3 separate regions of the Drosophila melanogaster genome follow, and all the other regions are linked to region 3. Evidence: chromatin contacts called from public Hi-C and targeted proximity ligation data. All regions are on one chromosome and are shown on one strand. The core of a region is the stretch at or near the end of the contact, and the rest is flanking DNA. Distances in the headings are between cores, read along the strand shown.

What was found. A called contact is a pair of places that touch in the nucleus more often than the background predicts.
Region 1: a targeted proximity ligation map of the S2 cell line shows a contact between it and region 3, with 10 times the contacts expected there. A contact is called at or near these places in 8 of 107 Hi-C or Micro-C datasets (the Clone 8 cell line, the D17-c3 cell line, the Kc167 cell line and 3 more) and 5 of 7 datasets of targeted methods (the Kc167 cell line and the S2 cell line).
Region 2: a Hi-C map of the Kc167 cell line shows a contact between it and region 3, with 4 times the contacts expected there. A contact is called at or near these places in 45 of 107 Hi-C or Micro-C datasets (the Clone 8 cell line, the D17-c3 cell line, the Kc167 cell line and 17 more) and 7 of 7 datasets of targeted methods (the Kc167 cell line and the S2 cell line).

What each region holds. Positions count from the first base shown.
Region 1 is chr3L:15,301,245-15,305,649 of dm6, reverse strand. CG7255 reads right to left here and starts at 1,395. Exons shown (of 9, transcript NM_206366.3): 1 at 774-1,395; 2 at 164-352; 3 at 1-99. Best3 (Bestrophin 3) reads left to right here and starts at 2,865. Exons shown (of 4, transcript NM_168618.2): 1 at 2,865-2,980; 2 at 3,040-3,150; 3 at 3,218-3,761; 4 at 3,813-4,405. The coding sequence starts at 2,910.
Region 2 is chr3L:15,160,570-15,165,454 of dm6, reverse strand. CG7011 reads left to right here and starts at 1,827. Exons shown (of 5, transcript NM_140501.3): 1 at 1,827-2,047; 2 at 2,117-2,468; 3 at 2,618-2,955; 4 at 4,083-4,290; 5 at 4,356-4,579. The coding sequence starts at 1,960. The coding sequence ends at 4,491. CG6878 reads right to left here and starts at 3,638. Exons shown (of 2, transcript NM_140500.3): 1 at 3,322-3,638; 2 at 2,985-3,198. The coding sequence starts at 3,452. The coding sequence ends at 3,090. It overlaps Prp31 (Pre-mRNA processing factor 31), which reads right to left. Exons shown (of 4, transcript NM_140499.3): 4 at 4,317-4,885. The coding sequence ends at 4,603.
Region 3 is chr3L:15,232,552-15,237,072 of dm6, reverse strand. It overlaps Tollo (tollo), which reads right to left and starts at 1,454. Exons shown (of 1, transcript NM_080018.2): 1 at 1-1,454. The coding sequence starts at 952.

The DNA.
Region 1 (4,405 bases), core at 146-2,645, 69 kb before region 3:
TTACATATATTCGATTCCAAGTGCAGTTGTTGCTCCAATGCACTCTAAGTTAATATTGTCGCTCCGCCTTTGTCTGTTTCTTATTAATGAATTGGAAGTCTATTATTAATTTTCTCTCACTCAAAACAATAGAAAACGGAAAACAAGACTGTGACCGACATACTTGGCGATCAGGGAGCGTCTGTCTGCAGCCTGTTGGTGTCGTCTTACAGCCGCGAATTCTTCGCACACTCCTCCTAAGATAAGACCACCACCAGGCCGGCGAGCCGAACTCGAATCTCCTCCGCCACCCGACGAGATTGACTGCTTGCCATGGACGAGGAGAGCGGGGTACACGGCGAGAAAAATGTATCTTCAATTATAGGGGTAAAAATAAATCTTTAGTACTAAACAACTTTTATTAATAGATAACGTGACAAAACAATTGGTCAAAAATTATAATTTGAAATCCATTAGAAAGTTATATCGAACATTAATTTTAAACTTTCTGTAAACAATAATTTGTAGCTTAAATATAGATCAAAATTTATTTTAAAAATTTAATTTAAAAATTTAAAAACTTTTCTTAAAAAAATTTCTTTTATAACGAAATCAGATTCTATGCAATCCATATGAAAATAATATTTTTTTTTGTTTTTTATCCTTAAAAACAAATATTGTATAACAATTTAAAAACGAAACACAAACATATTAAATGTCGATCATGAAATAAAAACCATTTTTCACAAATTGATATGTAGGTCCGAAATATTAATAAACTGCAAGCAGCTTACTCTTTTAAATAGACGTGGAAAATCGATGTCTAAAATAGGCGTATTTTCTCTCAGTGCACATCCGAAGCAAAACTGATAAGAGACGAAGGCGACTTCAATTCGTCGGGATTTAGTGGTGATAAGGCGCTACTCGGGGGATCGCAGGGTTTTCGAGATGATCTGGGTTGTAATTAGAGCGAATACAAAAAAATTAGCAGGTGTGCGAGCGGGAGGGGCGTTGGTGCGAGGGAGAGGATCTGAATCACACTGTGTGACGTCGCATTTTGTTGGTTTTGGTTTTGATGTTGCTGCTGTGATATGACTGCTGCTGTGTTTGCCTCTGTTGTTGTTTTCCGACTTTCGGTTTTATGATCTTGCGATAGCGAAACAACAGATTTTTGTTCTGTGCTTGTTGTTCTTGTTTTTACCGCCACTACAAGGCAATTCCAGAATTTTGTTATTTATGTTGCTTTAGATAACACTGTTTGTATTCACGTTTTTGCTTCATTTCCGATCTGCCGGTTTTTTTGGCTTTAGATTTGGAGCATTCGTACTTTTCTCCCGCTCGTGCTGCTATCTTTTTCTCGCACCGTATCGCTCTCTCATTCGCACTGGCACGCAGCTCGCTTGTTGACGGTTTCGGTGTATAGCGTTAACTGAAAGTGTAAGATAATATTGTGGCCCCTATATATGGAGAGCGCTACGAGAACTGGCCGTCTATATAGAGTGGAATGCAGTAATAATATCGCACAGACGAACACAATTATAAATGCTTTCTGCGCTCGTCTTCGCACTGCTATTGTTTCATATTGTTTTTGGTCTAGATGTTGATGTTTTTATTGTCGTTAGCTGTCGAGTGTCAATTTTTCAATTTTAAAAATTGGTTAAGTCGGTTGATCATCTCCGCTTCATATTAGAATTCTAGTATTTTGCTATTTCTATTGATTGATAGAATCAAAACTGCATTCGGTTTAAAGAGTCTTATGAGTCTTATCTCGATGAAATCTACGATTACGTAAACTCAGGCCATATAAGAAGGTGAATGAATGGCTGGATTTCGTAACTGCAGATATGATTTGCTGATACCAGATAAGCCGATTAAACAAATCTGGTTCGGTTGCATTGCTCAGGTGTGTGTGTAGATATTCTCCGTATAACCGATTATTTCTACCTGCGATTGCTATTTGTGATTTTCCATACTTTTACTAACAAATTCTTGTCACCATATTAAATTCGTTTGTAAGCAATGCAAGCGTTACCAGCTGTTTAATTATCTATTAACTGATTAGATACATTGTTAAACCAAACCCAATTTTTATTGAGCTTATTATCACGTGCGTATTGCTCATTTTTTCCGCCTTTCTATATGATGCATCAGAGTATAAATTTCACGTCCAAATTAATCGCAAGACGAATTTCATGAGAACGCATATGCTTCGAATAAAGTACTAATTTATTTTCTAATTTAATTTGTTTTTTATTTATTTAATTCACTCACATTTGAACATATAAATTATATTTATAGAATTAAGCTATGATATTTTATAGATTTTTCGCAACTGCGGCAGGATGTGTGATAGCAACAAAACGAGCATTAGAACATTAGCAGAATTTTGCTGATAAGATACTCGTTCGTAATGCTCTTCACACTTTCCCCATTGGAGTGGGAAAAATCACATCATTGCCGCTTTGGCTATTCAGAATGTTTGCTGGGGTATTAAAATTTTACTGCACCTTCTTGATGCCGCCAGACAAACAGATATTCTACATATATAGGCAAACATATATGGGCTGGAACAGAAGGAGCAGGAGGAGCTGGAGGAACAGGAGCAGACTTCATCACATGTGCGGGCCAGAGCGTGTGGCAAATTGGCCTTTGTGGGTTGTTGTCTGTTGGCCTGGCGGCAAATATAAATGATCTAATTTAAATAATTACGCCCACAAAATGTGACGCGCCTACCAAATTGCCTTCGTTTAATGCTTGAGTGGGAAAATTACCTCCGAGCCAAACCAAAGACTAGAACTAATTTCAAAGTTGGCTTTGCTTATGGCCTCACAAAGTGTTTCCCCTACCCAATCCAATTGTCATTGCCATTGCCAAGTCGATTTCCCAGCCGTTCGGTATTATTAAAGTTTTCCAATTGACAATTCTCGAGTATGACTGTCTCTTACACCGCTGAGGTGGCAACATGCAGCCATTTCGGCTGCTTCTGGAAGCTTTTGATGAGGTGAGGCATCTCCGATTGGCCCATTGCCAAAGTTACTAAAGTATCTGATCATTCGGCAGATGGCGCGCAAGTATCTACAAGATAATATGGGTGGATCTTCTGGCATTCCTGTCCTGCTTCTACTTCATGGCTGTAATATATCGCTATGCTCTCAGGGACGTCGATAAGCCGTAAGTAGATCATAGAATAGAATAGAACGTTTTAATTTATTTAACCCCCAACCCCCTTAACCCATAGTGTTTTCGAGGACATTGTGATGTACTGTCATAGCTATAGCAACCTGATTCCGCTCTCTTTCGTACTGGGATTTTATGTGGGCATTATCATAGAACGCTGGTGGAATCAATATATCACAGTTCCTTGGCCCGATCCGCTGGCGGTTTATGTGAGTGCCTTGGTCCGTGGCCAAGATGAACATGGTCGTCTGATGAGACGCACGATTATGAGATATGTGTGCTTGGCATTGACTATGGTGCTCTCGATGATATCGCCAGTTATAAAGCGTCGCTTTCCAACCTACGATCAGTTAATTGAGGTGGGTTTGCTAAACGCCAACGAGGCAAATATTATGAAGGCAATGGATGTGAAGTTTCCAAAGCACCCAAAGTATTGGATGCCCATTGTCTGGGCCGCCAGTATTGTAACAAGGGCTCGAAAGGAAGGTCGAATTTGGGATGACTTCTCCCTGAAGTCCATGATAGATGAGCTCAATAAATTCCGAGCTGGATGCAATATGCTCATCCATTACGATACAATCTCAGTGCCACTGGTCTATACACAGGTTAGTTTATGACTCTATTCTAAGCGATATATTACGATAGATTATTCTCAGGTCGTCACCCTGGCCGTCTACTCGTACTTTGTGGCCTCGATATTTGGTCACCAGTGGATCGATCGGGATATTAAGCACTACAATAATATTGTTAGTTACTACTTTCCGTTGTTCAGCACTCTGGAGTTTTTCTTCTTCATGGGCTGGCTTAAGGTGGCCGAGACATTGATTTGTCCTTTTGGCGATGACGACGATGACTTTGAACTGAACTGGCTGATCGATCGCAACTTGCAAGTGAGTTACTTGATCGTTGATGAAATGCACAATGATCATCCGCAGTTGGTGAGGGATCAGTATTGGGATGAGGTGTTTCCCGCTGAGTTGCCATATGCCGTGGAGTCCGATAGGGCCGAACATCCGGAGGCATCAACCGCTCGATTGGGCATACCAAAAGTTGTCCCCGTGACCATGACGAAAAGCGAAGTCAGTTTGGAAAACGATTTTACAGAGTTCGACGATGAGGATGAATACAACCCGGAAGTAACTATACGATTTGCCCGCCGGGAGTTCAGTTGGAGCAAAAGTTCAGTATCGGTATCGTACTCCTATGACAACCAGAGTATTGATACCCTTGACGAGAAGGTTGATGAAGA
Region 2 (4,885 bases), core at 578-3,077, 72 kb after region 3:
CAGAAAACCCGAATGCCCTGTGGCCATAAGTTGCGCAAATATAAGAGGATATACTAGGAAAAAGGGCTATGAACTTGTCAGTCGGCGAAGCCAAGGGATAAATATTTTTGAGACATTTTCAAATCCAATTTAAAAGTGACCCATAAAAGGACTAAGAACTTTGTGGCAATTTTTTAGAAAGGATAGATTCAAAAATTGAGTTTATATCTCGAAGTATATGTCACTTTTAAATTTTGCTTAAGGCCTAAATAAAAAAAACTTTATTTGAAAATGTGTAAGGTCAAAGTCAAGCTGTTATATATTAAAAATCCATGGTATCATTGTTTATTATTTATACATACATATTACATATTACATATTCACATATTTACATATTTACATATTTATACATACAGTTACACATTGTTAAAACTGACACTTCCACTTTTTTATGAACTTTCCCAGATCCAAAGCGTGATGCTCTATTCCATACCCTTTCCAATCCATTTACTTTAATTTAGAAAGTAAAAAAAGTGTAAAATTACCGCTGGCTAATCTTTGTCATCTGCTGCCTTGCCTGATTTTACAGATTTCTTGTCCAGGTAATTGCAAAAAAAAAGTGAAGTCGGCGAAAGAAATGACAAAGGAAACTGTAGAGTGGCCAGGAAAATGAGAAAGCATCGGGAACTTGAGCTTAATTGGTAATTACACAAAGTCGCGGTATGTTCTACACCTACATACAATTATTTGTGACCCTACATGGATGCTGGGTTCATGGACCTTCAATCAGTCGGGCGAAAAGCCATTTGGTGATTTATATTTAGGCGAAAACTTTTAACTTTAACCAAAATCCCCGGGGATAAACCACGGTCTTCTATTAGTCCGCTTCTTTGAAAGGGGTTTGTGGGGTGTGGGGGTTGCAACCCCTAAAAGCTAAGCATTAGCTGCGCGGGCTGTCGAAACTTGTGGTTCCTTTCAATTAACCTTTCATCTGTTTAACATGTATTATAAAATTAGACGCGGTCTCCTGGACCACAGCAGCAGCAGTGGGTTAAGGCGTCTGAGTGGGGGGGTGGTGTTATTGCCGATGGTGGGCAATGGCGGCCTAATGTATGCACAACCACAACCCCAAGACATGACAACACTATTAAACATTATTCGTGGCCATGGGAAAGGACGGCCAAGCGGAGGTCCTAATTGTCGCCGGGCCAACGCGGCGTATGCGCAATCAATGGGGTAAAGCTCCGGCTAATGAAGGATGAAATCAAAAAATCGCCTAAGTAAAAGTTAAAGCTTATATAAATGTAAGGCTTGACATTGGATTTTTTTAAATCATTGCTTATAGTCAGTGAGGGTATTTTGTATTCGTTAATAAACAGTAAATGTAAAGTGTGTATCAAAATCAATACCACCAGACGAATCAAATTTTGGGAACTATAAGAGCTAAATTTTAACATTAAATAATCATGCAGTTTCAGCAAAACTTTGCTTAAAATAAAAACATTTTTATAACCTTTATAATTTTAAATTGTATTTTTTTGAAATGTAATAATTGGCATGCATGTTGCTATTGTAATGCAATGTAAGATCTAATCATAAGTTTCTATGTTAATAAGATAAGCACTTAAATAAGCGTTTTATATTGTGTCAATGGCATTTACCTCTTATAAACGGATAAAATAGTTTTAAGATTTCTTGATGTGGCCCATTTATTTTTAAAACTGCATACTTATCTACAATTACTGCATCTCGCCCGATTTTTAACATGTAAAATGCGACATGTAAAGTAAGAGCTGGCATGTAGATACGGATACGATAACAGTCAATCGAACCGAACCACAGCGAACATCTGTTTGGCCGTACCATTGCGGCGTACTGGCAACGCCAATTTCAACACGTCACCTGTCTTGTGCAAAAACGATGTAATATTTATTGTTTACGTCTGCATTTCGTCTGTTTTGTTCCTTTTACGTGTTCACGATGAAGTTCGCCGACGTGCTGCGTCGCCTGGACGCCTATCCCCGCACACTGGATGACTTCAGCGTTCGCACAGTGGGCGGCGCCGCAGGTGGGTGCAGGTGTACAATTGATTGTGGCGTTAAGGAACCCAAACAACCGGCTTTTCTCTGATTTTCAGTTACAATTATCAGTACCAGCATCATAAGCCTACTGATCTTCCTCGAGGTCCTCAACTACATGCAGCCAACCCTAAATGAAGAGCTCTTCGTGGACACCACTCGTGATCACAAGTTGAGAATAAATCTGGACGTGACACTGCATAATCTGGCGTGCAACTACATCTCATTGGACGCAATGGATTCATCTGGCGACACACACTTGAGGGTGGACCACGACGTCTTTAAGCACCGGCTGGATCTCAATGGCGAGCCCCTCAAGGAGACGCCCATCAAGGAAATCGTTGCAGTTTCGCCGCCCAATAAGAATGTCACTTGCGGCAGTTGTTACGGAGCGGAGCACAATGCTACTCAGTAAGATAGTGAACAGCTTCTAAGTTCAACCATTAGTTCCACCTATTTTCGCTGACAAGATTTATCTAAGGAGATATCTGTATCTAGAGCTAATTATAGCAATGGCTTTCTAATCTCCCCCTTTTAATACCAACTACCATCCTATCTAGCTGCTGCAACACGTGCGAGGATGTTCTCGACGCCTACCGGCTGCGCAAATGGACCGTGGCCGTGGACAAGATCGAGCAATGTAAGGGCAAGTACAAACGCAGCGACGAGGACGCCTTCAAGGAGGGCTGTCGCATCCAGGGTCACCTGGAAGTGAATCGAATGGCCGGCAGCTTTCACTTTGCGCCCGGCAAGAGCTTCTCCATCCGCCAGTTCCACATCCATGACTTTCAGTTCAGCAATGTGAAGCTATCGCACACAATCAATCACCTATCGTTCGGCGAGAAGATAGAGTTCGCCAAGACGCATCCCTTGGATGGACTACGAGTCGACGTGGCTGGTGAGTAGTGAACACAAACACGGACTCGTAATTCTGTAACATCTCTATTGCAATAACTTAGCGTAATTTAAACAAGATTGGAGTAGGGCTTAAGGTTGTGGTTGTTTAGTAACTCTAGTCAAATGCCAGCAGGATCAGCAGCGAATCCCCGTGCCGATGGCCATAAAGGTGCCAAAGGTTCCGCCGCCCTGGACCATGGTCTTGCCCACGTTGTTGATCAGCTCCCGCCCGCGTAGTCCGTATCTAAAGTGTATTTCAATGTGGTTCGTTAGTTAGCCGGAGTAATTACATAATTGCCGGCCTCCACTTGCGTCACTTCTTTGGAGGAGCGCTAAGTGGAGCATCCGAGTGCAAAGTCCAACTAACCTGAGCGCCGAGAACCCGCCAAAGACCGCACCGCTGGCCATGCCCACGCAGAATCCGATGATGAAGCCCGTCTTCATCTTATCGAAGCACGTTGGTCCCTGCTGGGAAAATGAGCTCGTAGGCAGAGGCATGCCGCTAAGTCCGTGGTTTTCCTGGTTCACCGGCTCTATATGAGTTGATACCGCTGAGTAGCAAGCTCCGCTGCTCCGACGCACTTATGAATCTCGCAGAAGGTTCGTTTATTTTAGGAATATTCAAAATATTTCTATTTATTTCGGCACCGACTAGTCGAATAATTCGTAAACGTGTGAGTGTGAGCAGCTGAGTGATGGTGTGCGTGAGCTGTCAAATTATAGAAGGGTTGCCACTTTGTTTTTCGCTCGGCTTGCCTCGTTCTAGAGAAAGCCGATAGGGGGCGGTAGCTAAAAAGCGGGTGCTTTAAAATCAATTTATATTCTTTATTTATTAATATTATTAAAAAGCATACTTAAGACTGAAATAAAAAAAAACTAAGTTATTTAAGCACAGGCATCCATTTTAATTTATATTTTACTCCTCGAAGAATTTCTGGGAAACTTCGGAGGTCTGTTGTGTGGGGCATTTTCATTTTTTAAATTGGAAAAAATATACTCATTTGTTCGAATTGTGAAATACCTGTTTTTAGAAGCATGAAGTTTAATTCGTAATTACCTTACCAAATTAAATACATTTATCAACGACAAATGAAGTAAACTAGAAAATCTGCTCTCCTCTTTTTGCAGAAACCAAAAGTGAAATGTTCAATTACTATTTAAAAATTGTTCCCACATTATATATGCGAGGAAACAGCGACGGCGAGCCCATATACACGAATCAATTCTCCGTCACGCGATACCGAAAAGATCTTTCAGATCGCGAGCGCGGAATGCCGGGGATATTCTTCAGCTACGAGCTCTCGCCACTGATGGTGAAATATGCGGAGAGACACAGGTCAGTAAGCCACAAAGCTAATGGTTAATTTTACAAGTTTTATTGGTTGTGTTGTGTATTCCCAGCTCATTTGGCCACTTCGCCACGAATTGCTGTTCCATCATCGGAGGCGTGTTCACGGTGGCCGGCATTCTCGCCGTGCTGCTGAACAACTCGTGGGAGGCCATTCAACGGAAACTGGAAGTCGGCAAGCTCAGCTAACAACAATTCGAATCTCTTATGCAGCTTTACTACGCCTAACTCAATATACATTCGACAAATCTCCAAATAAAAGTGCTTAATTTTATAGAAAATAAGGATAGAGCTGTTCTCTTAAGTGGTCCGCTGTCCCACTGACATGAATCCGGATGTGTTTGAAAAGTATTTGGCATTGGCCTCCGTCTGCGAACGCTCCGCCGCCTGCGGATTCACAATCTCTAGACCTTGCAGTGGCGTAAAGGCCACACTGGATGCCGTTCCGGAGATTTGGCGTTTGACCGTGGTGTTGCCGCCGTACACCTGCTGTTTCTGCAGATTCTTGTGCAACGTTTTGCTAATGCGCACCTTGGTCTTCTCATCCACCTGGGGCAATCGGATGCGGCCGGTGCCAGTTTTG
Region 3 (4,521 bases), core at 205-2,704:
GTTCGTTGCTTGCCAAGTCGAGAACTAAAAGTTCAGCCAACTCTCCGAAGATTCCTGGGGCCAGTACATTGATGGAATTGTTCCTCAAGTAAATTTCCTGCAGTTGTTTGGTCTCCGCGAAGAGCTCTGGCGGCAAAGAGGTCAATCGGTTCGCCGAAAGATCCACAACCCTCAGCGAAAGAAGACCCTCGAAGGCGCGATCGGCCAGAAAACTCATACTGTTCTTGGCCATATTCAGATGGGTCAGTCGGCCCAGAGCCGATAACATTGCCGTGGGCAAGCTGACCATCTTGTTGGCACTCAGATCCAAACTTTGCAGTGTGGAGCCGCAAACTCGTGCCTTCCGCGAACTGAGCGAGGCACTGAAGTAAAAGTTGCTGATGTCCTGAATTTTGTTGTACGAAGCATTCAGGTGCTGCAGGGATTTCAGGGGGCACACCATGCCATCCGGTATCAGCCAGATGTTGTTGAGACTCAGATCCAAACGCTCCAGCTGGCGGAACTCCACGAAGCTATTGGATGCCATCTCCAGCGACATTGTGGACCAATCGCCATTGTGCGTGCGAATCGTGAGGTTTCGCAGCTCCTGCAGACCACGGAAAGATCCATCCGTGAGATTGCCCAGCTTGCAGTACTCGATGGTGAGATCCCTGAGTTCCACCAGCGATCTGAAGCTATCCGGACTCAGACTGCTCTGGAAGAACAGGGCATCGTTGCACTCCAGACGCAGGCGCACCGTGTTCTGCGGCTGGATCACGCTAAAGTTGGTGTTCTCCAGCTCCGAGTTGATGGTCCTCAGGTGACAGACCAGAGTGATGTCATGCTCCCCGCCGCCGGACCAGCGGCACTCATCGGGAGCCTGGTACAACACCGTCTTGCTGAGGGCTGCCCCGAAAATGGGTATTACACAGGTGGCAATCAGCACGTACAGCATGTGGGTGGTGGCCAGCATTTTTGGTGGTTCCTAAACTTCGAATGGGGTTTCGATTTTGGTTAATCGGGGAGGTTATGAGGGGCTTCTTTTGGTCTTTCACTGCTCGTTCTATTTTTCGCCCATTTTGTGTGTGTGCTTATTTGGGATTTTTTAAATTATTTTGTTTTTTGTTTGGTTTTATAGCGCAGCTTTGCACAATCGCCACTTTTCACAACAACACCACATCAACCGATTTAATGCTTGATCTAAAACGATTTTCTTGTTTCTTCCCGCTGGCTATGTAATTTTCTTTATCTTCTTATATCTTTTGATTTCGGTTGCATTCGTTTTTCGATTTCTATATCTTAATTTTATTGCTTTGCAGTTGTTTCGCGTTGACCGTAATCCAAGTGGGGGGTGCGATAGCGCGATTGATAAATTGTGTTCCAATTTTTCTCGAAGCGATACTTCTTCTTTTTTCTATTTCATCCGCTGAACGACAAACGCGCGTCCGCTCGGCTCGAAGTCAACTCAAAAACTGATCGCTCTCTCCGGTTTTCAGCCAGCAGCAAGTGCCGCTGAAAATCACTCATCCGCCTGAGTGACTATGTGAGTGAGTAGCTGAGTACCTGAGTAAATGAGTAAGTGAGCACTCATTGAGCACGCACACAGAACCAAGGAACTAGAGCGAGATGCGATCGAGTAAACAAAACTATGCAATCCGAACGCAAACGCATTGCACGTAATGGCCCACAGTGCACAGTGGGCCGAATAGCAACGAATTGCACTCGGTGGGCAGGTAGAATTAGCATGGGGTTTTGCAACAAAGCAAAGCAAAGATGGAAGATGTGAGGAAGTGAGATCGCGGGAGATGGGCAGGTGATATTAGTCTACAGAAACATGTGTAATTTTAAGACCAAGGATATTCCAAATCTGCAATACTTTAGGGTCAAGGATGCCGACGGAAGGAATAGGTAAATCGATATGCTAGATCTGTATAGCGATCTCCCGATCTGATAAAAAAAGTTCCCTAGAGAAGTAGATGGATGGGACAACTATTAAATAATATGAAATATGTAACAAGTGCGGCACTGTAATCCACAAAGAAAATTTCAAAGCAGTTATTCAAAAGTATAGGAATAAAAGAATCCACAACTTATACTTCTGGAGAATAAAGGTCATTTGACTCATGAATAATGTTTAATTATAAATTAGAATTAAATATTATTATTATTATAATATAATAATGTTTAAAATTGTATATAGTATGAAAATAGGAAATAAATTCAAATACCAATTCGATACGGACAAACAATCTAAGGAAGGACCTCTGCAGTTATCTTATACGATTTCCGGTGTCGTGGCTTTAAATACAAATCAAATTAGTCCACACCTCAAATATTTGTCACGCCAAAACAACCTTGATCTTTGGACAATAACTCCCCGTCCCAGCAGGTTCACACCCACAGCTGGCACCTTGCCGATTTGGGCCCACTGTGCGCACTATGTGCCTCCCCGCCGTTTCCCGCCTGTCGGTTCCGCTGAGCGTCAAAGCCGAGCAAACAATTTCAATTCCAATGAGACATTGACACTCGTCACACCGGTTAGACGAGTTCTACTCCACGAAAACCCAGCTGAGCGTTGAGTACTCAGCGCAATTGAGTGTTTTTCCATATTCAGCAGATGAGATATATCCGTTGAGAGAAACGAAAGAGAACCGATTTGCTGAATCGACGGATTCGAGTGCAAGTGGCGGCTGATCTTCGGCTTTTCTTTGCTTGCCTTGCAGACAGCCACAAAAACCGAAAACGAGACGAAAAAAAAGCAGAGAATAATCATAAAAAATTATTGAAATCAATTGTTAATTCAGCCAATGTCAGTTTGATATAGGCGCACACTCACACACGCGAACCCACAAAAAAATTGACTGATTTTTCTTGATTTATGAGAGCAGCCGCAGCAGTTGGTGGGATTGGATTGGGGCTGGGACTCGAACTCGGACCGTTGGTATTTTTCTTCAATACCGAACCGGACCGGCTGGCCGGGCAATCGAGATTTGTCGGGGAGATCTCAAACTCGGGGGGCTTACTCATTATGAGGTGGCGGTGGCTGAGCCGCAGATGGAGCCGACCTAAAGTTCGAAGGGGTCCGAATACAAGTATGAGTACGAGTCCAAATCTGATATATTTTTTCGCATGATCTGGCTGCCCATATGCTGTAACCGCACTTTCAAACTTTCCCAAAACAATGCGCCAAGCAAAACAGATCGCTACCGGATTAAACAGAACACACAAACAGCTGGGTTCGAAAAAATAAGTGCAACAAGTGTTTTATAATCAATCGGAAGCTTATTCAAAAAAGCTGAGAATTTAATGATCCGAAAAGTCTTCTAATTTAATTTAAGCTTTTCGAAAGTAAAATCCTGACTAAGCGAAATATATAAAATATAATTGTTAATAGACAGTTCTTAAAAAGCTTAGATCAGTAACTTTATAAGCTAAAGTTTAGTTTAATAAGACTTCGTTTAGATATAAAAACATCAGTTTGGTATCAGAGATTTTAAAATATTTAACAAAATATCCATAAAATATTATATAGTTAAGGCTTACTTAAGATATTTGTGTTCATAATTCGCCTTAAATAAAAGTTGATAGCGTAATCGCAAAAATTAGGTTTATTTCAAGCCGAATTAATTTCGAGTCACTCAAGGGTGAGCTGCAAGCTAACGGCTGGGATCGCCGACCATGCTATATTATTATCTTAAAAATAACCACTCAAACTGACAAATAAAACCCCTCCAGATGTGACTAAACCCTTGATTTGCAGCGCTATTATTTCGATCGCAACTGTATATAGTGTAGTTGTACCTGTCGACGCCCGTTGACTCGACAGGTGCTGATTAACCAAACACATCCCAAGCGATGCGTATCAGTCAGCCAGTTAGCCAAGCAGCTTGTTTGGTCTGGATGGGATCGGATGAGTTGGGATGGGATGTTATGGGATGGTATGAGATGGGTTGGTACTGGTCCGTTTGAGATGAATCTCTCCCATTCCAAGTGCTACGGTGCTCCATTCTCAGGAAAACCCACACCCAAGCCTCCGTCTGAGCAAACTGCAGGTAGCCTACAAATTGTGTTGAAAGTTGACCGTGCAAACATCGTCTTTCGGTCTTCCCCTTCCCTCACTCACCTCACTTTCCCTCGAGATCGTCCTCATCCTGATTCCTCAGGTAAACAGATTGGTGCTGCTGCGATATCTTTGGCTAGGATTTTGTTACAATCCTAGCCCAATTGTTTGTTCCTGCCGTGTACCTTTCTTTCTCTCTCTCGTCTTATGATTTGCTTTATCGCCAGATCAATCGATCAGGCCAGTTGGTGTAAGCCAGGAAGTGCTTGGGTGTAGAAAGAATTGGCTTAGACTATTGATTGCACAATATGCCGCAGGATCAGTGAGGAACACTGAGAAAAACAAGTTGTCACGATGAGAACATATATGATATATTAAACCTTAATTTTAAACAAACATTTAAATAAATATATTTCAATATAAAATACTGAATTCAGAAAGTATATTCACTTAAATACTTCCACCTCCAAAAAACGTAATAA